2 separate regions of the Danio rerio genome follow, and region 1 is linked to region 2. The links are chromatin contacts, called in public Micro-C maps. All regions are on one chromosome and are shown on one strand. Each heading gives the region's core, a stretch centred on a gene start, on an enhancer-like site or on the middle of the called end of the contact. The rest is flanking DNA. Distances are from core to core; before and after follow the strand shown.

Region 1 (4,779 bases), core at 1,675-4,174, 200 kb after region 2:
GAGGGTTAGTTTGGTGGCAGGGGCGCTGAACTTGAGGGACAGGCTGCCCCCTTGTGTCACACTACGGAAATGTGTTTTTTAGGAATTACCAACTATATATAGGTGTAGGCACGAGACAACTCTATTAGAATCTGTGTCAAGTTTGTTTGTATTTCACAGACATGCTTAAACATACATTCATTCCATCATCCGTGATAAATCTCATCCGACGCAGCATTAAAAGCTGAGAAAGAGTTAATCCTTTTGCGGGCAAGCAGAGACAAGAGCTAAAACAAGAAACAGAGGCATCTTTATGTATGCATGTATGTGGAGGACAGCAGATCCTTTAGAAAACACTGGCCGGCTTTCTCATCAAGTCTTTGTGTTGTGGCCATTCTGCGACTGACCAGTGGTTTCGGCTGACTGCCTTTTACAATTACTGTGGCGTGGGAAAGCATCAGAGGGGATGGACGGGAACTGTCAATCAGGCAGTGAAAAGGAGCTTGGCTTCGATGGTTCCATAATGTGTCTTCTTATGCTGCTTCTGGAACCGCCGCGTTATCGCATGCTGTTTTGTTTTTCTCCACTTTCTTTTCGAAATCTGAAATATGCCATTACAAAACACTGTAGGAATGTTCCCAGTGTTTGTGAGACATGTTCGCTCGGCTTTTCCAGGCCCTGTGCAACTATGGGACAGAGAGAAACAGTAAACTGCATTTGCCTGTTATGGGAGTCCTAAATGTGCAGTTAGAATGAGTCAAGTCCACATTGTTACAGACTGTTTGGAAAGAAAAACAAGGGTTGCTTCGAGAAGGACTGGTGAAATTGGTGTTTTAAGGGTTGTTTAGCAAAAACTGAAAGACATGCGATCATTAATTCACATATATGTTGTTTAAACATGCATATGCCATGCATACAGAGCACAAAAGAAGGTACAACATCAATTCATGCATATTATGATGCATAGGAGTAAAGGTCAAAGAGGTCTGATATGTTCACTGAATGGGAAAATACAGGTGAAACAGCAGAAAATGAATAAATGATGACAGAACCTTCAACTGTGGAGCAAATCTCTTTAAAGCGGGCAGTGAGAGGACACATGTTTCTATGAATGGAGAAGCCAAATAAATTAAACTTGGGGGTTTTGTACATTTTACAACCTTCCTGTTTGCATAAATACCAGCAAATGAACCAATGTTGCATTAACAAGCTACAATAAAAAGATCTGTAGATTTGGATTAATTTTTGTTGTTTGAATTCCCAAAACAGTCTGCGAAACTTTACAATAACAAACACTAAAAAGCCATCCAAAGTCTATTATTATACCAGTAAACCAGCAAATCCTTGGCTGTATTTGCATTTGAGAGTGGTGTAAAAACATAACACATTTTGCAACAGTTACTCTTGCAATGATTTTCTTGAATGTCTTACAGAAATCTCTTTCAGTTTGAAAAAAAAACAAAAAAAAAGTAAATCAGTCTGAAAACAGCTGAAACTAGAGGTGATCTCTGACCTTAGCCGCTACACAACCTCTGTTAAACTATTCCCTAAGCGGATGCATGAAATTTCTCAGAATCTGTAATCTACTAGACGTATGTTTGCAGAGTTCCTTTTGTTAGTGGAGTTCCATGTTTATTTGCTGCTTCATTATTTATCCCAGTGTAATGTATTAGTCTACCTTACTTATTTTAAACACTTTCAATGGAGCCTTTTCACAAAACTGTTATGATGCATTTAACGGTCAACATAATCTAAATTCTTTGAAATTTTTTAATATTTTGATTTGAAAAAAACTAAGAAGATTTATATGCATTTATGAATGCATTATATTATCTTTGCGTCAAACTAACAAATTACTGCTTATGCAAGGAGTTTCTAATGCATCGTTTATGGGGCTTAGAGTAAATTTGAAGTTATTCTCTCCTCTGGCTGCCGTCATCAGTCTCACAAACTATTTTCTTTTTCTGAAAGTCTTAACACTATTGTGTCATTTCTTTTTTATTATTTCAGCAAATAGGACTGTAAAAAAACTTTTTGTACTCTCCAATTCACTGCGCGTTAAGTTTACTTAACTTTGATGCCTTCGGCTACTGAGAAACCCGGAAATGTGAAAAGGGTCTATGGTTTTACCAAATTCTTCACTATTGTGCAATGAAAGTCTTGACAGCTCTCTGTCGCATGGTGTAGGAAGAGTGATAGTGTCTTCAGGAAATCCTTTGCAGATAGGATCGTACAAGGTTTCTTTAGTCTTTGCCATATTAATTATTGTACATAGAGCTTGAGGCAGAGCTGCTTTTTCATTTTCCTTTGGTTTGTTGATTCTCGTTGAATACACCTGAGGCTTCTTGTGGGTCAATAACCTCCAGATTAAACTGGTTCTTACATTTCACTCTTTATCAGATCAGCTTGACCTGCCAAAAACATACTACAAAGGCCCTGAAACCAAACAAACAATAAAACAGAACAGTACCAAATCAGTCCCTGCCATTCTGACCAAAGTCCACAACTAAGCTGTGCTATTTTCTGCTCCCTATTGTTAAGAAAACACACAAGGCAAAGCAGAGTCGCTTTCAGCTTTTTGGACTCCTACTCTGCATCACTTTCAGTTCCCAAGATGCTCCCCAGCTACCTTCTCTTATCAGTTTTACCCCCCTAAATGGGCTTTCTCCTGCCCTCTCTCTCTGATTAGTATTGGGCAGTCGGCCCAGGAGCATTTGTGTAGCTGTTGCCTGTTCGCCACCACACCTCCCTGCCCTTTTACCACTGCTATCACTGTTGTGAGAACCAGAACCCCTTTCTCTGCACTTAGCTCTGGGGCTAACATTAACCAGCCACAGATGTTTATACTGAAAGAGAAAGAGAGAGAGCGAGAAAGAGAGAGAGAGGGAGAGAGAGAGAGAGAGAGAGAGAGAGGGCAGCAGAAACAGTCTCACTCAATAAAACTCCCCCTCCGTCTAGCTCCGTCTTTGTCTTTGCAAGAGCGTCGCAGGTCGACGAACAGTCTCCGGAGCCTAAGGGAACTCTTTAGATCTCTGGGTGTTGCCTGTTAAAGGTTTAAATCTTTGGTCTTGACTTGCTGATTTTGTGTAGTGTGAGTCACCTGGAATTCTTTCAAGAGGGTCAACATTGGTGCTGTCAATTTCAAACAAGCAAAAGAGACATGAGACACAAACAAGTTTATCTAGATTTTTACATGGAAAACATGAAGCCGTGATGGTAGTGTGATTTGGGTGGTTGCCAAGATGTTGTTGTGCGGTTGCTAAGGTGTTCAATGGAAGATTTCTATTGGTTGAAGTAAAAACTGCCTACCCCCAACTCTCTAACATCATGTCTAAACTTGACATTGTCACAGCAACAGTGTTTGTTGTCAACACTGAATGTGAGTAAACTAAAGTTTCCAATACGTCCTCTTGCTACTTTCATCTAGCATAGATATTATTTTAGAAATTGTGAGATCTAGAAGCGCATCAAGCCCGTCCTTTGATGAATATCTATGACATCCAAAGTGGGATTTGTTATGTGACACTTAGCAGGGCTCTGAATCCAATAAAAATGAAAGAAAAAGACAAAAAAAGATTTGCAAAAATCTCACAAAACAAAAATCTATAAAAAGTTACAGTATAAAAATCCAGCTATCATAACCAATACTAAGATATGACAGTACAATATACCAATGAAAGAACTTCAACTAAATTATATTAAATAAATAAATAAATAAAAAGAATACTTGGGGCAACACGGTGGCGCAGTGGGTAGCGATCTCGCCTCACAGCAAGAAGGTCACCGGTTCGAGCCTGGCAGTTGGCATTTCTGTGTGGAGTTTGCATGTTTTCCCCGTGTTGGTGTGGGTTTTCTCCGGGTGCTCCGGTTTCCCCCACAGTCCAAAGACAAGCACTATACAGTAGGTGAATTGGGTAAACTAAATTGTCCGTAGTGTATGTGTTTGAAAAAAAGTGCATAGGTGTTTCCCAGTGATGAGATGTAGCTGGAAGGGCATCCGCTGTGTAAAACATATGCTGGTTAAGTTGGCGGTTAAGTATGTTGTCTACCATCTAGGTACTGACCAGGCTCAACCCTGTTTAGCTTCAGAGAGTAATCGGACTTCAGTGTGATGTGTCTGCGGCAGTAAAACTATTTATAAATACTTATTAACATTCATAAACAATTTACACAATTTTCACCATGCAAGGTTACTTATAAGGTTATAAAAACAAAAGCCTAGTTTTGTTAGCTATCACATCGTAAGGCGTTTCAAAAGGTGTCATGCTTCGAATGTTTGATGATAAGTTGCGAGGTCCACTTTGTGATCAAAAGACGATTATTTTAAAACTTTAATTTAATTTAATTGATTCCCAAAACAAGACTTGATTGCCAGTTTGTTTTTTGGTTTCACTAAGCCAGTAAATCGTTAAAAAGCATAACCAAGCTTAAAGACACTCTTAGAATATCTCCAGTCATTTTTCAGTTATGTATTCTAAACAAACCTTCACAGGCCTTTTTTATTTTATTGTAATAAATGTTGTACAAATATAATTCATCAATTCTGTATTTTTCCCCTTAAAAAGCTATTTCTATAATTAAAGTGTTTAATTTGTTTAAAAGCCAAATGTTTATTATGGGTGCCAGTAAATCCTTAATCATTTTTTTTAAAGTCTGGAGCCCCTATTTAGGGTCAGAGGTTTTCAAAACCTCAACATGAACCACTAATAAATCAGTGTGATTATAACTAAGCTGGCTTTTATTTCTAGCAACTCTGAAGCACTCTGCGAGTTAAGCTCTGGATGTTAGCACACCTGAATG
Region 2 (4,908 bases), core at 2,339-4,838:
CAGCTGGAAGGGCATCCGCTGTGTAAAAACTTGCTGGATAAGTTGGCGGTTTATTCCGCTGTGGCGACCCCGGATTAATAAAGGGACTAAGCCAACAAGAAAATGAATGAATGAAATTGTTTTCTGGCCTCGACTACAGTGTTAAACACTAAATATGTCATTAAATGTCAATGACGCTGTTAAAATGTATTTGACTGAGTACTGACACTTTTAATGAAACATTTTAATGACAAATTCAGTTTGTTCCACTTAAAAAGTGATTAGAAAAATATTCCTGACACATATATAATGGCCTCATGAGAATCATGTTTATGACAGATTTATGACCAGTTTTGTTGTCTTAGTAGTGTAAAGTTGTCATGACAAAGATGAAGACGTATTTGTTGATGTCAAGTTGTCATAATTGCATTTAAACTGAGCAAAGGTGCAATCACACATTTAAACGTTTAGGTGCAATCACACATTTTTCTTTGTTGTAAAGGAACAATCTCAAATTCTTCAACATTTATGGCCATACAGACTAGAGTAAGACATCATTAAACAAAATTCTGCAGAATGGTCATATGATCAGGGCTTGACAAATTAGGAAAGGATATGCAATGAAGAAGAGCCAATCAGGGAGAGAAAATCCTTTAAAAGTCTGTATTTTGAAGCACTTTCAATGTTTGCAAAAGGCTCTTTTTTAAGGTCAAAAACTCCTGAGTAGTTTGAACACCTGGCATAACCACAGAAAAAAAATTGTGCATTTTAGAGCAAAAATACCCTAATACCATCTATAAATAGTCCAACACTATTAATTAAACCCATTAACAATGCAACCAACTCATGCAAATGTTCTACAAAACCTTAAAATGGATGCTGTGGTTTCATCATATTGAGACAAATCAGTCAACACACTTTCATATCGATACCTTCAACACATTGCAATGTATTTTTTTCTCTAATATCTAGTCTAAGATCCAGATTGAGAAATACATTTCCCACATTTGGCCTGGTAGTAATACGGAGTTGTTTGAAACGTGCCGACAGTGATCCACTAACAGTTCATCAACAGGAAATCAAATAAATATGACTTCCCTGGCGGATTCCTGATCCCTGATATCTGATTTCTCTGTGAAGTACTCAACGCACATGAAAGCGTAACTTACAGTAACACGAGAAGCCTCTTCAATAGTCAAATCTCCTACAACAGTGAACGCCACCTGCTCCCCGGCATAAAGAAAAAAAAGATCAAAAGAATCGGAGTGCATGATATACCAAACCCCCGAAATAAAAAATAAAATTAAAAATTTATAAATAATTATTAAAAAAAACTCTTAAAATTGTTTACATTTAAAATAATGTTGTTTATTTTACTTAAAAAGAAGAAAACAACAAATGTTTATCGTATAATTAAATAACAGTATATTTTAAAACTGTGTTGTAATTGGTGGTGGTGCTGCTTGCAAAAATGCAGCATTGCAAAATAAAAGGACGATAAAATAATAACTTATTAATTAAAATATGAAAACAATATCATCAGATATTATTTTAGAAATAATTTATAGCATTGTTATAAATAAATATATATATTTTTCATTATAAATTGCATGAAATACAGCATACAAATGACAATAAATATAATACATATACCCACATACAGTTGAAGTCAGAATCATTAGCCCATCTTCAATTTTCTTTCTTTTTAAAATATTTCCCACATTATGATTAACAGAGAAAAGGAAATGTTCACAGGATGTCTGATAATATTTTTTCTTCCAGAAAGAGTCTTATTTGTTTTATTTTGGCTAGAATAAAAGCAATTTTTATTTTTTTAACCATTTTCAGTCCACGGAGCAAATCCTCATTATACAACAGCTTGTCTAATAATACCAAACCTGCCAAGTTAACCTAATTAACCAAGTTAAGCCTTTAAATTTCAATTTAAGCTGATAGAAGTGTCTTGAAAAATATTTAGTAAAATATTATTTACTGTCATCATGACAAAGATAAAAGAAATCAGTTATTAGAGATTAGTTGTTGGGGGGTGTTGGGGGGGCTAACAGGGGGGCTAATAATTCAGGGAACTAATAATTCTGACTTCAACTGTGTGTAAATTGAGAAAGTAGACCAATGTAGAATGTATATGTATTTATACAAATATAATTCATATACACAGACAAAGAAACTGAGAATGTAATCCAAATTATTCAGGCACTGTTTCATTTGAGATGGTCATTTTTGAGAAAGTGCTTCTGACAATGAGAAGGACAGCGATATAGCGTCAGAAAACTCTTTGCAAAAATCCTATTTTGCATGCTGTCTTCATCAAATTTTAAATATATACTCACAAGACACTTGGTTTTCAAGAAATATCTATTCTAGTTTTTTTATAAGAATGTTTTCCTGTGTTCGTAAATGAAAAAATACAAATTTTGGTTCTCATTACTTTTGCATGTATAACTTTTTATATTTTTTAGCATTAAACTGGAGAACTGGAAAAACCAGATGTACCAAATACCTACTAATAACATAGTAAAGCTCAAAGTGCCTTCTTTCCAATGACACCTTATTTTTGTTTGTAGCTCACTGGGGACAAGAACTGTTACTATTTTAAGTTAGAATGGGGTTTTCCCCTTAAATGGGGGCCTAACATGTTAATACAAATAATAATAAAATAACTAACTTTTTATTTCCCTTTTAAACAATTTGCCTTTTTAATGCTACTGATAGGAATAAGAAGTATACAATAAGCAACACATAGTGTGATAAGGTAGCCAATACAACAAACAGCAAAAAACCTATTTGAACAGAGAAATGAAAAGGTATTTTACCACAGGGAACAAATAAATCTTGATAAAAAGCTTAAATTAAAAGCTTAATCTGCATGAATACATTAAATTAAACTAGTTAAGTTCAATCCACAGCTAAACCAGTTATACATCCACTGACCTACCACAAGACAACACCCTATACATTCCAAACTTTGCATATATCCCCAAAAAATGTAGCCTCTAGCCACACATCAATCCCAGGCGCTCCATAAAAAGCACTCACAGGCACAGGACAGCAATTAACATTCTTGAAAATTGAATATTTAATTAAGGTAAACTGATCCAGCCCCAACGAGCGCAGGGTCAATCAATGCACGAGAAATGCACGAAATGCTGTTTGAGGAAGTCTGAGCTCCTGCCTTCACACACACACACACACACACACACACACACACACACACACACACACACACACACACACACACACAAACACACACAAACACACACACACACACACACACACACACACACACACACACACACACACACACACACACACACACACACACACACACACACACACACACACACACACACACACACACACACACACACACACACACACACGCTCCAGAATCAGAGGCTGAAGTCATCAGACGAGGGTGTCTCTGGAAATCTGCAGCCGCACCCCTGGCATTCTGTCTCTACAAGTTTAACACACCACCCCAAGAAATAAAGAATTGTTATGGAGGGGATTTTCTAATACTCTTTACCCTCAAAGAAAAAGCAGCACGCTCTGCGGAATCCAGTCGCCCACGCTCTCTGTCAAGACACTTGATTCCAATTAGATATTTTCTTTACTTTCTTGTTCGAGCCTGTCTGGGCCTCTAGACTTCAGCCCTCCCTCCCTCTCTCTTTTCTCTGACATACACCACTCTTATTTTTCAGGCCTTTTCTTTCTATTGCTCTCCCCCAACCTCTCAGTGAGCATGTTTACATGGACATCAATAAACACATTATTTACATTACTCTAAGACATTATTATTAAAGTGTTCACAGGAGTTGCTTTTAGAATATTGCCGTATGTTTGTGTTTTACATGGTTTTAGTACATTGATTGATTAATGGCATACATCATTACATCCACATGCGATGAAATCCAACATTCACTCAATCAGTTTGTCTTTGTTACCCAACACAGATTTCATTTATGACCAAGAAGGGAGTTTGAGCTAAGGTAGATCTCGAGAACTCTCCTGCTGTAGTAGCTATGAACAGCTAGTGATTGCTCTTAAGAGATAACTTCTTACTAGGAGCATGTTTATGGTGGTGATTTAGATTCGTCAATTAACTTAAGTTGCATGTTTTTGGACGGTGGGAGGAAACTGCAAAACCCGGGGAAAACACATGTGTGCACGGGAAAACGTGTAAACTCTGCACAGAAACGTCAGCTGGCTTTGTAAGAACCAGTGACGTTCTTGCTGTGAGGTAACAGTGATAACCACTGGGTCATCGTGCCACCCATCTAAGAAAGGTTGAGGAGTAGGGGTGGAAGGGGGAATTCTCCAAAATAAAGATGGCTGTTATATGGAATTTAGGGTATTTATAGTTTGGCTTAGGAATCGTCTAATTGGTGAATAATAAAATGAATAATGCAGGACCGGCTGCAGGCAATCATAAGCACAAGATCCTCTTGAAAATAGTTTATAAATACACTTCACTTATTTTGCATGTTATACTAAATGTCATGAAACTCTTTATTAATGCGGTGTATGTAAATTATCCTGTCCCAGAATGTGATGACAGACCTACACTATGGTATTACTGCGATTAAATCTACGCACTTCCATAATAATAAGAATACTTCAAGCTAAACTGGAATACTCCACTTACTTAATTAGTGTTGTTAACTCCAAATATGACTATAGTATCCGCTATGGTCTCATAATAAAGTAAAAACTTTATGAGATAAAGCCTTCCAGAATTTTAAAACTCAATATAATTTGCCAGGCACTTTTTTTTATGTTTCTGAGCATTAGATCAGCTCTTCTGGGTTATGGGGTACCTTGGAACTCTCAACTATCTATTCACCCATTAGGTAAATGAATCCTTCCTTCTGACAAATCTCCATCCTCTGCTTCAGTTATCTATCTCTC

The links. Hi-C and Micro-C count contacts between places; a contact is called where the count stands out from the background.
Region 1: a contact with region 2 is called in a Micro-C map of caudal fin, with 4 times the contacts expected there. The contact joins two enhancer-like sites. A contact is called at or near these places in 1 of 18 Hi-C or Micro-C datasets (caudal fin) and 1 of 4 datasets of contacts at active chromatin or transcription factors (caudal fin).

Annotation. Positions count from the first base shown.
Region 1 is chr13:38,920,522-38,925,300 of GRCz12tu, forward strand. All of the region lies in intron 2 of slx4ip (SLX4 interacting protein), which reads right to left. All of the region lies in intron 2 of LOC137487424 (a long non-coding RNA gene), which reads left to right. Among named protein-coding and RNA genes, the nearest start is that of slx4ip, 9.0 kb to the right of the region's middle. Within about 2 kb of position 2,925, at least 22 of the 62 cell types and tissues checked have an H3K27ac peak or open chromatin away from gene starts, as enhancers often do. A contact at or near this core is called in caudal fin, where this site is marked.
Region 2 is chr13:38,719,538-38,724,445 of GRCz12tu, forward strand. All of the region lies in intron 1 of LOC101882067, which reads right to left. Among named protein-coding and RNA genes, the nearest start is that of jag1b, 76 kb to the right of the region's middle. Within about 2 kb of position 3,589, at least 3 of the 62 cell types and tissues checked have an H3K27ac peak or open chromatin away from gene starts, as enhancers often do. A contact at or near this core is called in caudal fin, where this site is marked.